2 separate regions of the Danio rerio genome follow, and region 2 is linked to region 1. The links are chromatin contacts, called in public Micro-C maps. All regions are on one chromosome and are shown on one strand. The core of a region is the stretch at or near the end of the contact, and the rest is flanking DNA. Distances in the headings are between cores, read along the strand shown. Region 1 holds the start of cdh24a (cadherin 24, type 2a). Region 2 holds the start of reps2 (RALBP1 associated Eps domain containing 2).

What was found. A called contact is a pair of places that touch in the nucleus more often than the background predicts.
Region 2: a contact with region 1 is called in a Micro-C map of caudal fin, with 8 times the contacts expected there. The contact joins the promoter of reps2 here to the promoter of cdh24a in region 1. A contact is called at or near these places in 3 of 18 Hi-C or Micro-C datasets (caudal fin, embryo and hematopoietic stem cells) and 1 of 4 datasets of contacts at active chromatin or transcription factors (embryo).

Annotation. Positions count from the first base shown.
Region 1 is chr23:43,854,184-43,861,342 of GRCz12tu, forward strand. cdh24a (cadherin 24, type 2a) reads left to right here and starts at 2,936. Exons shown (of 14, transcript XM_073939333.1): 1 at 2,936-3,010. rnf146 (ring finger protein 146) reads right to left here and starts at 2,874. Exons shown (of 2, transcript NM_199854.2): 1 at 2,655-2,874.
Region 2 is chr23:44,227,029-44,234,187 of GRCz12tu, forward strand. It overlaps reps2 (RALBP1 associated Eps domain containing 2), which reads left to right and starts at 3,283. Exons shown (of 18, transcript XM_073939402.1): 1 at 3,283-3,536. The coding sequence starts at 3,366.

The DNA.
Region 1 (7,159 bases), core at 1,686-4,185:
CAAGTTAATGCGTGTAAAAAAATAAATAAATAAATAAAAATTTATATATATATATATATATATATATATATATATGTTCAGTTTTTACACTAATTACAGTAATATTATTATTTAATAAAATGCTATTTTTTAGATAATGTATGTACAATACAATTTGTAAAGTAATACTTTGTCCATTATTGAATGTATTATATGAGAGACCTGCTGAAGCTTTAATTTGATTATTAACCTTTTATTTACTGTATGTGTGGTTTTTCAAATCGCAAAATAATTTCTTAACAAAATCCTGTGCAAAAATAGCAAAAAATATATAAAGTCAGTATAATTTGTCAGTATAATGGCAGAATAATAATAATAATAATAGCTCTATTTAAATCTAGATTGACTGGGAAGTGAACAATCATGTGTAAAAAATTTAAAATAATAATAAAAAAGGTTATCATTGTACAAATAATTTTTAAAATATAATAAAATGAATCAATTTTAATCTTCAATGAATAAAAGAATCCTGCGATGGGACTACTGCAGATAGACATTGTGAATAGGAAAAATAAATAAACCGTCTACAATGAGCTAAGTTTAAAGTGACAGAACAATAATAGTTATACAATCGTTTCATATTTAACATTTATATGTAAATGTTTTTTCCATCATACAACATAAACATGTTGTAAATATTAATAATAAAATCTAAAAATGTCAATTATATTTCTATATAAATATATAAGGGCTGCAAGATATTGTAAAAATCTGACATTGCAATATTTTGTTTTGCCATAATAAACATATACGATATAAATTAAAACTTCACCAGATAATTTAAATAGCTTTATTTTTCATCTAGATCATCTGGGGAGTCTTTTTCTATGCAGTGCATCTCCAAAAATTATAATAAATTACAAGCAAAAATAAATAAACAGTGCTCTGTGGTTTTCCGAACAGTCTAACAGTATTCAAGTACAAAAACAATCAAGGGTATAAAAAAAAAAGTTATTGTATAAATAATAAAAAACAAAAAAAGAATAAAATGTATTAATTTTAACCTTTAATAAATAATCTAATCCTGCGATGTGACTATTGTAAATAAACACATTGCGAAAGTAAAAATTAAAGTCAGTAGATTCAGTCTACAATGAGCTTGATTTAAAGTGGTAGAACAATAATAGCCTTACAATAGTTTTGTATTTAACACTTAAATGTGTATATATATATATATATATATATATATATATATATATATATATATATATATATATATATATATATATATATATACACACACACACATACATATATACACACACACATATATATATATATATATATATATATATATATATATATGTGTGTGTGTGTGTGTGTGTGTGTGTGTGTGTGTGTGTGTGTGTGTGTGTGTGTGTGTGTGTGTATGTATGTATGTATGTATGTATGTATGTATATATATATATATATATATATATATATATATATATATATATATATATATATATATATATATATATATATATATATATATGGGCTGCACAATATTGAAAAAATCTGACATTGTAATGTTATGTTGTGCCATAATATAAATTGTAATATTAATAAAAGTTAATGATTTTAAAAGCCCTTTTCATCTAGATCAACTGTGAAGTATTTTTTTTATGCAGTACATCTGCAAAAATTATAATAAGTTATGAGTAAAAATAAATAAACAGTTCTTTATGGCTTTCCGGGGAGTCTAGCAGTATGCAAGTACAGAAATAAAAAAAAAAAATCAAGTGTAAAAAAAAATTGTATCATATAGATAACAAATTATTAAACCGATTATAATTTTATTGTATAAAAAAAATAATATCGATGCTCAAACGATATAAGTGTATATATATATATATATATATATAAATATATATATATATATATATATATATATATATATATATATATATATATATATATATATATATAATAGTAATACCATCCATTAACTTATTTTGTATTATAAAAATAATTATGTCAAATACAAACACTACACTACTAACGTTAGACATAAAACGTGTAAACAAAAGTAACAAAGGCTAACTTAGGCTGATTGGTTGAGAACAATATAATTTAAAATATGTAATAATACTCATACAGCAAATGGTTATATTGACAACAAAATAGACATATTGAAAACGACACTGTTAACAGTAACGATAGATCCGTTATGTTATATTGCATCAATAAAACACAATATTGGTTTTATGTAGGTTAGCAGAAATGGGATGAGCGTTCTTTTAAATTGCATTACAGGCCCAAATCCCTCAACAACTCAACAGAAAACACAAAAATCGACCTATGTACACATTTAACTAGTACATTAACCAATGATATCTCTACAAACACTTTCAAACGTGATATTTCTGAGGTTTTGAATGTGCTGATGTTGAGATCTGATATTTGATAGATCAGATTGAGGCCTGTAGACAGGACAACACCCTGACCAAAACACAGCAAGAACAGCCTTTTTCACATTAAAAAACAAACCCTCGACACTTCAATGTTGTCGAAATATACAACACAAACATGTAAAATGGCATATCTTCATCATCATTCGGCTTACTTGAATATATATTTATATTTTTGGCGATTTTGCTGCGTCTTCTCCCAATGTCTTTCAGTTTACTCACCTGACAATGTAGCCGAATTTTCGCCTTTTTTAAGCGACGGTTAGATCTGGCTCATCTGCTAGTCACCGGATGATCGATCATTGTTCGTTTATTGATGTGAAATGATCGGTAACGCCAGAATTCGCTCGACACAGATGAACACAATAATGTTTTCACGGCTCCTCTGAGATAATAAGACGGCTGAAGTGTGTTCGTGCGCATCCGCTCTGCGCAAAACCTGCGCAGAACCCTCCGAAGTGGGAGTCCCTTATATCAAGAGATACACGATTGCTCGTGTTTTCAAGTATGCTGACTGACCGTGAGAAACAATACCCGAACGCCATGCATCCAAATCCTCTTGAAACCCAGCATAAAAGGTGCAAATCATTTAAGTATTTGATATAAGTACAATATTTTCGAAGTATTTTCTAAATATATGTTGTAGGTTTTTCAAACAAATAGCATGGCCTACCAGAATAGTTCAAATGAACTCAAATAAGAGTCTGAAGAGTCGTTGTGTTTATATACATTTATATATTATTGTTGCCTTATCAGATAGTAGCATACACTTTGAAGGTTTTATGAGTCTTCTTACATGTTTTAAATGAAATAACTGATGGACCAATTGAGGCTTAATAGACAACTGATGTTAAGGTATGCTTTTTTCGACATATATAATGTATACCATGGTATTTTTTTAAGTAGAATTTAGAATATCATGTAAATATTCTATCTATCTATCTATCTATCTATCTATCTATCTATCTATCTATCTATCTATCTATCTATCTATCTATCTATCTATCTATCTATCTATCTATCTATCTATCTATCACACACCCACACACATACATACAACAGTTAAAATAATATTATATTTGTTCATATACATTAAATTAGACAGTTCTTTGTTAAACATGGAGCTAATCTAATGAAAAAACTAATGATAATGGTCTACAAATGTATATGTAAGGGAAAAATATTACGTAAAAATGTAAAAAAAAAAAAAAGAAAAACATAGAGAAATAAAAAAAAATGCATCAAGTTATTTGTTAAAGATGTTTAGGAACCAACTATTATTTTAATGAATATAATTAATAAATCTGATTTGTTTAAAAAAAAAAGATTATGGAGGCCGATACCTGCAAAAAGATCGACCAATGATGGCATTTACTTGCCCGCTCTATTAATTTTTAAAATATTTATTCATGCAGGAATGTATGTATTTTTATATGTATTTATTTGCATATTTATTCATGGTTTTATTTATGCATGAATTTGTGAATTTATTTGCACATTTATTTATCTATTTGCATTTTTATTTATTTATTTATTTATTTATTTTATTGTTGTAGCAGGTTTTGTCCTCCATTCAACAGGATTATACAAATTAACAAAACTTAGACGCTTGAACCTTCAAAAATCTCTCTCTCTCTCCCTCTCTCTCTCTCTCTCTCTCTCTCTCTCTCTCTCTCTCTCTCTCTCTCTCTCTCTCTCTCTCTCTATATATATATATATATATATATATATATATATATATATATATATATATATATATATATATATATATATATATATATATAATAGATCTAGTTGTGAATTTTCTTTGACATGGCAAAGTCTCACTCTCACATGGTGTCAGACTGCCTTTCTGAGACTGACCACATCCGTCCATTTAGTATTTTATCTTCAACAGTGTCACTAGATGGCACAATTGTGCCAGGCAGAAGAAGAAAAAAAAAAGTAGGAAACAGATGCTTGTCCTTTGGGGATTTGCAGTAAATCTGTCTACATAACCAACTAATTCAACTAGAAAAGAAATCTATTTTTATTTGTTGCAAGTAGGTTAAGGCCACGTCACATTGTAGTTGTACTCCAAACCAGACGCTTTCCTATTAAACAGCTCCTGAAAACTCAACACCTGGTGCAGAGGATCAGATTATAATGTTGGCGTCTTTCCATGTTGTGCTCGCCGAACTGCATTAATCTCAATTATAGGAGGCAGTACAGTAATAAACAGTTCCAGTGCCTTTCCTAAAATATGATATTCACACATACAAGCCTGCAGGAATTGGGCATGTGCACCAGACACGCTTGCAGTCCATCTGCAGCCTTGTTTTTGGTGTATTACACTGTAAACTCTCATGTTGCTGGATGTTCTTTGTCACATCTGTGCTCAAGGGAATGCCATTTCATAGTAGATCAAATAACTCTTCTCTGTTTCCTAGTGTTGTGATGCAGAGATAATCAGTTGATGCGTGCAATCGTGTGTAATACACAGCATTAAATGAGAGATGTGCTTAAATTAGAACGGAAAAAAGAATTCTTATATTCCCTGTGGCTTTGTTACGCTAGGATGGCTGTGTTGTAGTGGAAGTCTTAAGTGTGTGTGTGTGTGCGTGGGTGCCATATGCATGAAATCAATGAGTGCTCATTTTCCACAGCTGTTTAGTACGACGCATACAAACCCTCTCAGTGTGAATGACAGTGGCCACAGGAGATCTTTCATACGAGACCTCCTCTGAGGATGCTTCATCCCCATAAGTCTCTATTTTACCTCTGCTCACCAAACTTTCCTTAAAGAAACATTTTTTATTTATTTATTGGGAGTTATGAACTAGGGCTGTGCAGCATCATTACTATTGTTACAGTATATAATTACCGGCCACTTTATTAGGTACACCATACTACCCTTTTTGCCTTCAGATTTGCCTTAATCCTTTGTGACATAGATTCAACAAGGTGCTGGAAAAATTCCTCAGAGATTTTGGTCCATAATGACATGATAGCATCACGCAGTTGCTGCAGATTTGTCGGCTGCACATCCATGATGTGAATCTCCCATTCCACCACATCCCAAAGGTGCTCTATTGGATTGAGATCTGGTAATTGTGGAGGCCATTCCATAATGACATGATAGCATCACGCAGTTGCTGCAGATTTGTCGGCTGCACATCCATGATGTGAATCTCCCATTCCACCACATCCCAAAGGTGCTCTATTGGATTGAGATCTGGTAATTGTGGAGGCCATTTAAGTACAGTGAACTCATTGTCATATTCAAGAAACCAGAGATGATTCGCGCTTTATGACATGGTGTGTTATCCTGCTGGAATTAGCCATCAGAAGATGGGTACACTGTGGTCATAAAGGGATGGACACGGTCAGTAATAGAGCTGTGCGATTAATCGAATCGCAATTTGAAATGTTGCGATTAGCTAATCGCAACAGGCTGCAATATGAAATATATGTGTATTATTTAATTTACCCCGCCCAGAGCAAATGTCTGACTGCCATCTGTGTGTGATAGTCTTACTAGCCAAGTGAGTGTGCACACTTTCATTCTGCCCAAACAGAATTGCACAACTGAACTACACTGAAAAAAGTGTTGCATGCAGAACTGTTGCAAACAATTTATTTGTGTTGAATATAAACAAACAAATTAAGTTTAATAATGTTCAACTTAATTTGTTTGTTTAAATTCAACACAAATAAATTGTTTACAACCACCTTACATAAAAAAAATTAGTAAATCCAAGGAGTCATCTCTGAATAATTTTTTTTCAGTGTATGCGGAACGTCCACAATAAAAAAATAAACAAACAGGAAAACGCGGACAATTGGGATAATGGCGTCTGCTGCTTCAGAAGCATTAATAAACAAATTAATATTAAAGAAAAACAGAACATCGGCAATTTGGGAATATTTGGGTTTCAAAGTCAGACACCAAACAAAAACAGGTCATTTTTAAGAGCTGTCGCAGAATTGTTGACACAGCTTACAGATAATTGAGCTAAAGCTTGACTACAAAATTAAATCGCAAATCAAATCGCAATTGCAATATCTGTCAGAAAAATCGCAATTAGATATTTTCCCCAAATCGCACTGCCCCAGTCAGCAACAGTACTCAAGTAGACATTCTGCCCCCAAAAAACATACTTGAGCAGTATTTAGAATAACAAAAAAATAATAAATAAATAAACAAACATTATACATAGCGGCGACTTAGCTGAAAAAATAATTTCAGAAAATGATATCAAGGTAACATTCAATAAATAAATAATTAAATAGATAAACAAAACTCTTTTTTTCTGCTAAAATAAAAAATATACTTGTGAATTTTAATAAATATCTAAATAAATAAATAAATAAAAAATATGAGATTTTTTATGCCTGTTTTACTTTGAAATGTAATACACTTGGGCATCCTCCATTCTGTGAAATCATTCATTCATTCTTTCATTTTCCTTCAGCCTAGTCTCTATTTCAGCGGTTGCCACTATTCCAGCTTATGTTTTACGCAGCAGATGCCCTTCCAGCTGCGTTTTATACATGATATTTCATTTGAATGTGCTGATGTTGAGATCAGATCTTGATTAGATTGAGGCCTGCAGACAGGACAACGCTCTTAATATCAATCACAGTTAGCTTATCGAAATATAAAATACACTGTTAACAATCTTTGTAAATTACACAGTATTTAACTGTAATACGTATTTTACTTACATTGTGAATATGACTGCGTG
Region 2 (7,159 bases), core at 2,033-4,532, 370 kb after region 1:
TTTACAGTTTGGTACAGTTATCATATATTTTGTCTTGTGAATGTGGTACTTTTCAAATAATATAAGAATTTGAGTTAATTTGTCCTTTTTACCGATAATCCAAAGTTACAATCTATATAAAAAAAACATGTTATAAGTTATATACTGATAAATTTATATTTTGGTACACTTTTAAAAGTAATAAGGAAACTTGGAACCAAAAATAAATGAAAAATTGTTTCAGGTGAGGAGAAAAATCGAGTCCGCTTAGCCAGGACCCAAAGGGATTATCTGAAGTGAAATGTTGTGTGGCTAATCAGAGCTGCTTTAGCTTGTTGTAGCTAGGAGACTAATGGTAGATGTATGATTGTTCTAGCAAATAGGCTAAATATGCTAACCACAGATATATAAACTAGATATCGCATAGGGACCCTGAGCATGCGTCAATAGCGCCGCCACATTGGTACAGTGCTCCCAGGACAAATGTCATTCAACCGCACTAGTCAAGACAGTGTTATTACGTGAAGATGCGGGACTTTATCGCTGTCTGCGGGTGTAGTAACGAGCAAACAAAGAAAACAAAGCACAAAGGCAGAACATTTCATAGGTAATATTACGTTTTTTTTCTGTTTTTGTATGTTCTAAACTTTTGTGCTAATCAGGTAACATTATCGATAATACAGACACTGCATTCACCATGAGGCAAAGCAGCTCCAACTCGCACTAAACACTTGGCTTATGCTAGTTTTGTTGAATAAAATCAGCAAACAATGAAAAGGAAATATGACAACGAGATGCTGCGCTGCCAGAAACTTGTATTATTGTCGGCTAACGTTAGTGAAAGAGTCGTTCGGGGGATTCATTCACAAACGAGTCGCTCCCTCCGTCAGTATGAGAAGTGAAAGCAGGAGAGCTGTGTTTCAGGACATGATTAGATCAAATTTAACAGGGAGGGTGAATAGTACATTTCTGTATACACAAACACAAGCTTGTTGTCAGGAATGCCCGTGTGGTCACTGATCCATCAATGTAGAAAAGTGATGTAAAATTATAATTTTCGTAATTAGAAAAAAAAACTAACATACTAACATCCAGGAAAACTCCCGATTATAGATATATGTGTATATGTGTATATATCTGGCTTTGGATGGCCACAGTCCTCCACTGTACCTTGGTCCCGCGTTCATTTCAAAGGAGCGCTACCCTGTATCAAGATGGCGGCGCTATTGACGCATTCCGTCCAATAGAAAACAATAGGCCAGGGGACATCTAATGTATATATCTATGATGCTAACAAAATATAAGCTAAATGCTCAATTTCATAATCCATGTCCATACATCAGTATATGAAAGGGTCTATATAAATGTCATTATAATGGTGAAATTAAATGGTCATTATTACGGTTTTTACATCCCTACTGAGAAAAGTTCCAGCTGTTTGGCTGGTTTTAGCTGGCTCAACAGCCAAATTGTAGCTGGTCAGGCTGGGTGATGACCAGCTAAAACCAGCTTAACCAGCCAAAACCAGCTATGTCCAGCTTAAACCAGACTGGATACGCTGGAAATCAGCCTGGTAACCCCTCTAATACCTCTTTAACCCCTCTAAAACCAGCCAATTCTGCAGTACGTTTACCTTTAGGAAGGCTTCTAAGCTAAGTTTTATAAACAGAGCTCTACTCTGGTTAATTTGCCCAACACAAGATGGCAGTAAAGATCTAAAGGATTATTTTTCATAATCAAAGGGACAGAAGGGAGCTGAATCATCCACAATATCTAAATATATGTGAGATGTTTTTTATTTGATGTCATATTAAATTACTTGTGCAGTTTATCTTGTGAAATTACACACTCTTTTTACAAGCTTTAATAATATGTAAATAAACAAGGACTCTGGCATTTCTAAGTTGTAATTTTTTTATAGTTTATCAAATGTATATTTCAAATAAAATGGTGTTTAATTATATATTTATATACAGTGATCGGCATATATGAGTACACTTCTCATAAATTTATGTTAGGAAAAAATATTAAATAAAAAATGGTAAAAATCAAGAGGAACAGAAAATATATACAATTTTGTTGAAATGTTGTAGGTTGTAATTTTTTTGCATGAATTTAAATGTATAATCTTTCCATTTCTAAAGATTGTTCTGTGACTAAAATATTAATTTAATTTGGAATTTAATCTTGAATCTGGAAACTAAAACAAATCTTTATAAATTCAAAACACAACAAATAAATCGGTATCAATTGAATTGTCAAGGTTTTAAAGCAAGTAAATTGAAGTATTAATTTCTAATCCGGTTTTTCTATATTTAAATGGTTCAAATGTAAAGATTTAGATTTAAAGTCTACAAATATAAACGTATTTTAATAGATGTGAAATATTTATTCATATTTAAATGTTTATATAAAATGGAAATACACGTTTCTTTATAAATATTACAACTTAACACAAATCTTGAGCATAAAAATGTAATATAGGATTTGAATGGAGAATGTTTAATTGCAAATCTAATATTATTAAATTATCAAATGATAAAAATCTGCATCCTTCAAATATAAAAATGAATTCAGGTTTAAAACAGATGCATTGCATTTTTAGGTCTAAACCAGGGGTGCCCAAACTTGGTCCTGGAGGGCCGGTGTCCTGCAAAGTTTAGTTCCAACTCCAATCAGACACACCTGGGCTAGCTAATCAAGCTACTAGGCTTTCTAGAAACATCCCTGCAGATATGTTGAGGCAAGTTGGAGCTAAAATCTGGACTTAGTTTGGGCACCCCTGTTCTAAACTGTTTAAACAATACATTTGAGCACTCCAGATAGATAGATAGATAGATAGATAGATAGATAGATAGATAGATAGATAGATAGATAGATAGATAGATAGATAGATAGATAGATAGATAGATAGATAGATTTGGAAGTAAATAGTGATATGTTAACTGTCAGTATACTGTAAAGAATAACAATAGCCTATATGATACATGATACAATAAGGATGTTTATCAATAAAAATAACATTAATATATACATAATAACATAAATAACATACAATGAACACAGAATTAATTATAAATGCAATGTCTATAAATCTTGAACATTACTCGTTGCTTAATTAAACCTTTCTTTCTTTAATGTAGGCCTACGTCTTTGTAATGTACACATAGGCTATAATATGTGTGTGTAATAAAAAAAATGGTCCTCTTATAAATATTTAAGCAGGTGTGTGCAGTTTTGTGTGGTTATTTGGCGCCTCCGTGCGGTCAGAAGTGATACTGGGAGTATCAGCAGTGTGTGTGCGTGTGTGTGTGAGCACCGCAGAGCAGACGCACAGAGGCCGCTTGTCAGGTCTGGACGCCCGGCGGCTGCGGCTCGGGGCGGGGATGGATCCGGGATCCGCCGGTGGGACCTTCATGTCCCTGAGCGACACCGAGCAGAGATGTTACTCCGGGCTGTACGCGCTCTGTCAGCCCGACAGCAGCGGCATACCGGCGGCGGGGAAAGTGGCGGAGCTGTTCCGGGCGTCGCAGCTGCCGGCCGAGACGCTGCACCAGGTGAGCGGACACGCATTTCACCGCCGCCCCGCAGAGGAGCGCGTGTGCCGGGGAGCGGGTTCACACTCCCGCCGGGGATGGGTGTACAGTATAGGGCTCTCATAACTACATGTACAGTATGGGGCTCTGATATACGCATGGCTCTGGTTCATGAGTATACAGTTTGGGGCTCTAATTCATGGTTGTTTGGGGCTATCATTTCTGGCTGCATAGTAGGCTATATCAAATATAATGTACAGTATATATAATTGTACAATGAATGTACAGTGAAAAACAATAGTTTTCTTAAATTATGTTATTAAGGAGCATTTATTAAGTATGAATGTGCGAATATAAAACCATCTTTGCCTCAATGGGTGTACAGTATGTAGCTCTGGTTTATGGGTGTATATTAGTGGCTCTGGTATCTGAGTGTACAGTATGGAGCTCTGGTTTATGGGTGTACATTATGGGGCTCTGGTATCTGAGTGTACAGTATGGGGCTCTGATATTTACAAGTACACTTTGGCGCTCTGATAGCTGGTCTTACAGCGTGGGCTATGAGATCTGGGTGTACAGTGTGGGGCTCTAATGTCTGGTTATACAGTATGGGCTCTGATATTATTGAGGTAAAGCTGGTTTTTTGTTTATAGATTCAGACTTTCTCCTTAATAATATAATTTCAGAAAACTATTCTTCGTAAACTTTAAATTTTAAAAATCATTTTAGCCTCCAATGGCAGTTAAATCGGTCTAATGTTGTTTTAAAGTCATACTAACATGTGATTTCAGACCGAATATTCAAAGTACTATGGTAAACAATATAGGGATCATGTCACAAGTTGTTAATGAACGAATGTGCGAATATAAAACCAACTTTACCTCAATTCCGAGATCTGGTTGTACAGTATGGGGCTCTGATTCATGTGTGCACAGTATGGACTCTCATATGTGTATGTGCAGTATGGCACTCTGATATGTACATGGCTCTGGTTCATGTGTGTACAGTATGGGGCTCTAATGTCTGGTTATACAGTATGGGGCTCTGATTCATGTGTGTACAATATAGCACTCTGATATCTACATGACTCTGGGTCACATGTGTACAGAATGGGGCTCTGATATCTCTGTGAACAGTATGGGGCTCTGATATCGACATGGCTCTGGGTCACGGGTGTACAGTATGGGGCTCTAATGTCTGGTTATACAGTATGCAGGGATCAACAATAAGGACTGCCGATGGCCCAGGGCCAGTGTGCGAGGCGCTTGGGACAGTTGACAGGATTGTTACTGGCCCGATCTGTGCTGCCTTGTCACTAAAGTTCAATTTGCCTGGACTATTTGTCAATTGCGTATGAATACAGTCCTAGAATCGAGTAACAGTTTGTGCTTTTAAGCTTTTAAATGCTACCTTCTCTGTGATGTCATAAACACCATATTGCTTTTCGGTTGCTCTTATCTGATTTCATGTTGTAAGCATGTCGTGTTTTGCAACCTGGTAAAAGCAGCACAGCGAAGTGACGGCAACATCAAATATACTTTGGAACAGCGCGACGATTTGCTCATTATACATTCATTAACATTTTTAAAATATTTAAAGTCTAGATTCAAACAAATTTTTAACACTATATTTAAAACATGTGGCTAAGAAATAGCTATTAGATTTTATTATTATTATTATTATTATTTTATTTTTTGGTGAATATATTGGCAGGGCAAGTAAAAATCTGAACCGCTGGCCCAATTGGGCTAGTAGAAAAAATCCTTAGCATTGAACCCTGGTATGGGCTCTGATATCTGGGTGGACAGTATGGGGCTCTGATATCTACATGGCTCTGGTTCATGTGTGTACAGTATGCGGCTCTAATGTCTGGTTATACATTAAGGGCTCTGGTTCATGTGTGTACAGTCAGTGGCAGCGTGAAGAGTAAAGTTGAGAGACCTGCTTGTACCTTGAGGGAATTGATTGTACAGTTATGGACAGTAATATTATAGTGCTCTGAGGTGAATGAGTGCCATATTCATATATTGTAATATTGATGTTGGGTGAGGCAGTGGGTAGCATGTTAGCCTCAAAGCAAGAAGGTTGCTGGTTCCAGCTCAGTTGGCGTTTCTGTGTGGAGTTTGCATGTTCTCCCTGCATTCGCGCGGGTTTCCTCCGGGTGCTCCGGTTTCCCCAACAGTCCAAAGACATGCGGTACAGGTGAATTGGGTAGGCTAAATTGTCCTTAGTGTGTGTGTGTGAATGAGTTTGTGTGGATTTTTCAAAGAGATGGGTTGCGGCTGGAAGGGCATCCGCTGTGTAAAAAAAACCTGCTGGATAAGTTGGCGGTTCATTCCACTGTGGTGAGCCCGAATTAATAAAGGAACTAAGCCATCAAGAAAATGAATGAATGAATATTGATGTTGTTGTCCATGATGAAACCATTTGAAGAAAATGTCCATGCAATCACTTTTTTTTTTTTTTGCAAGCAAACTGTATTGAGCATGTTTTCAAACTATTCCATAGCTGTAACAAGGGGCAAATCATTCATAACTTAAGCTTTAAAAAGCTGCCATATGATTATTTATCAATATATTAACGTTTTGGCTTATCAGAAGCTATGGAAATTAAAAACGTAAAACAGGAAATGTGTTAGGACCATTGTTATTGTTTACATCCCTCAAAATGGCCTATAATATACAATTGTAAGCCTACTTTAACTATTAGTTTATTTGTTAGAGTTTATAATTAAAAGAGGAGAAAAAATCAAATATATTCATTTACGAAAATTAACATTTTTGGGTGAACTATCCCTTTAAGAATTAAAAATCAAATGCTATGGAAGTCAATACTGACAGTTTTCCAGCATTCTTCAAAACATCTTCTTTTGTGTTTAACAGAAGAATGAAAGTGTAGGATGAGTAAATGATGACAGAATTAAACTTTTTGGGTGAACTATCCCTTTAAGAATCAGAAAACAAATGGTACAGAAGTCGATGGTTACAGGTTTCCAGCATTCTTCAAAATATCTTCTTTTGTGTTTAACAAAAGAAAGATACTCGAACTGGTTAGGCGTAAATGATGACGAAATTAACTTTTTTTGAGTGAACTATCCTCTTAAGAGTTAGAAAACTAATGCTATAAAAGTTAATGGTTACAGGCTTACAGCATTCTTCAAAATATCTTCTTTTGTGTTCAACAGAAGAATGAAACTCACACTGGTTAGGCGTAAATGATGATGGAATGAACGTTTTTGAGTGAACTATCCCTTTAAGAATTAGAAAACTAATGCTATAAAAGTCAATGGTTACATCTTTCCAGCATTCTTCAAAACATCTTCTTTTGTGTTCAACAGAACAATGAAATGTAGGATGAGTAAATGATGACAGAATTAAAAAAAATTTAGTGAACTGTCAATTTAAGAATTTGAAATCAAATGCTATGGAAGTCAGTGGTTACAGGTTTCCAGCATTCTTCAAAATATCCTCTTTTGTGTTTAACAGAAGAAACATACTCACAGTGATAAGGTGTAAATGATGACAAAATTACCATTTTTGGGTGAACTATCCCTTTAAGAATAAAAAACTCAAATGCTATGGAAGTTAATGGAAATTAAAAACGTAAAACAGGAAATATGTTAGGACCATTGTTATTGTTTACAT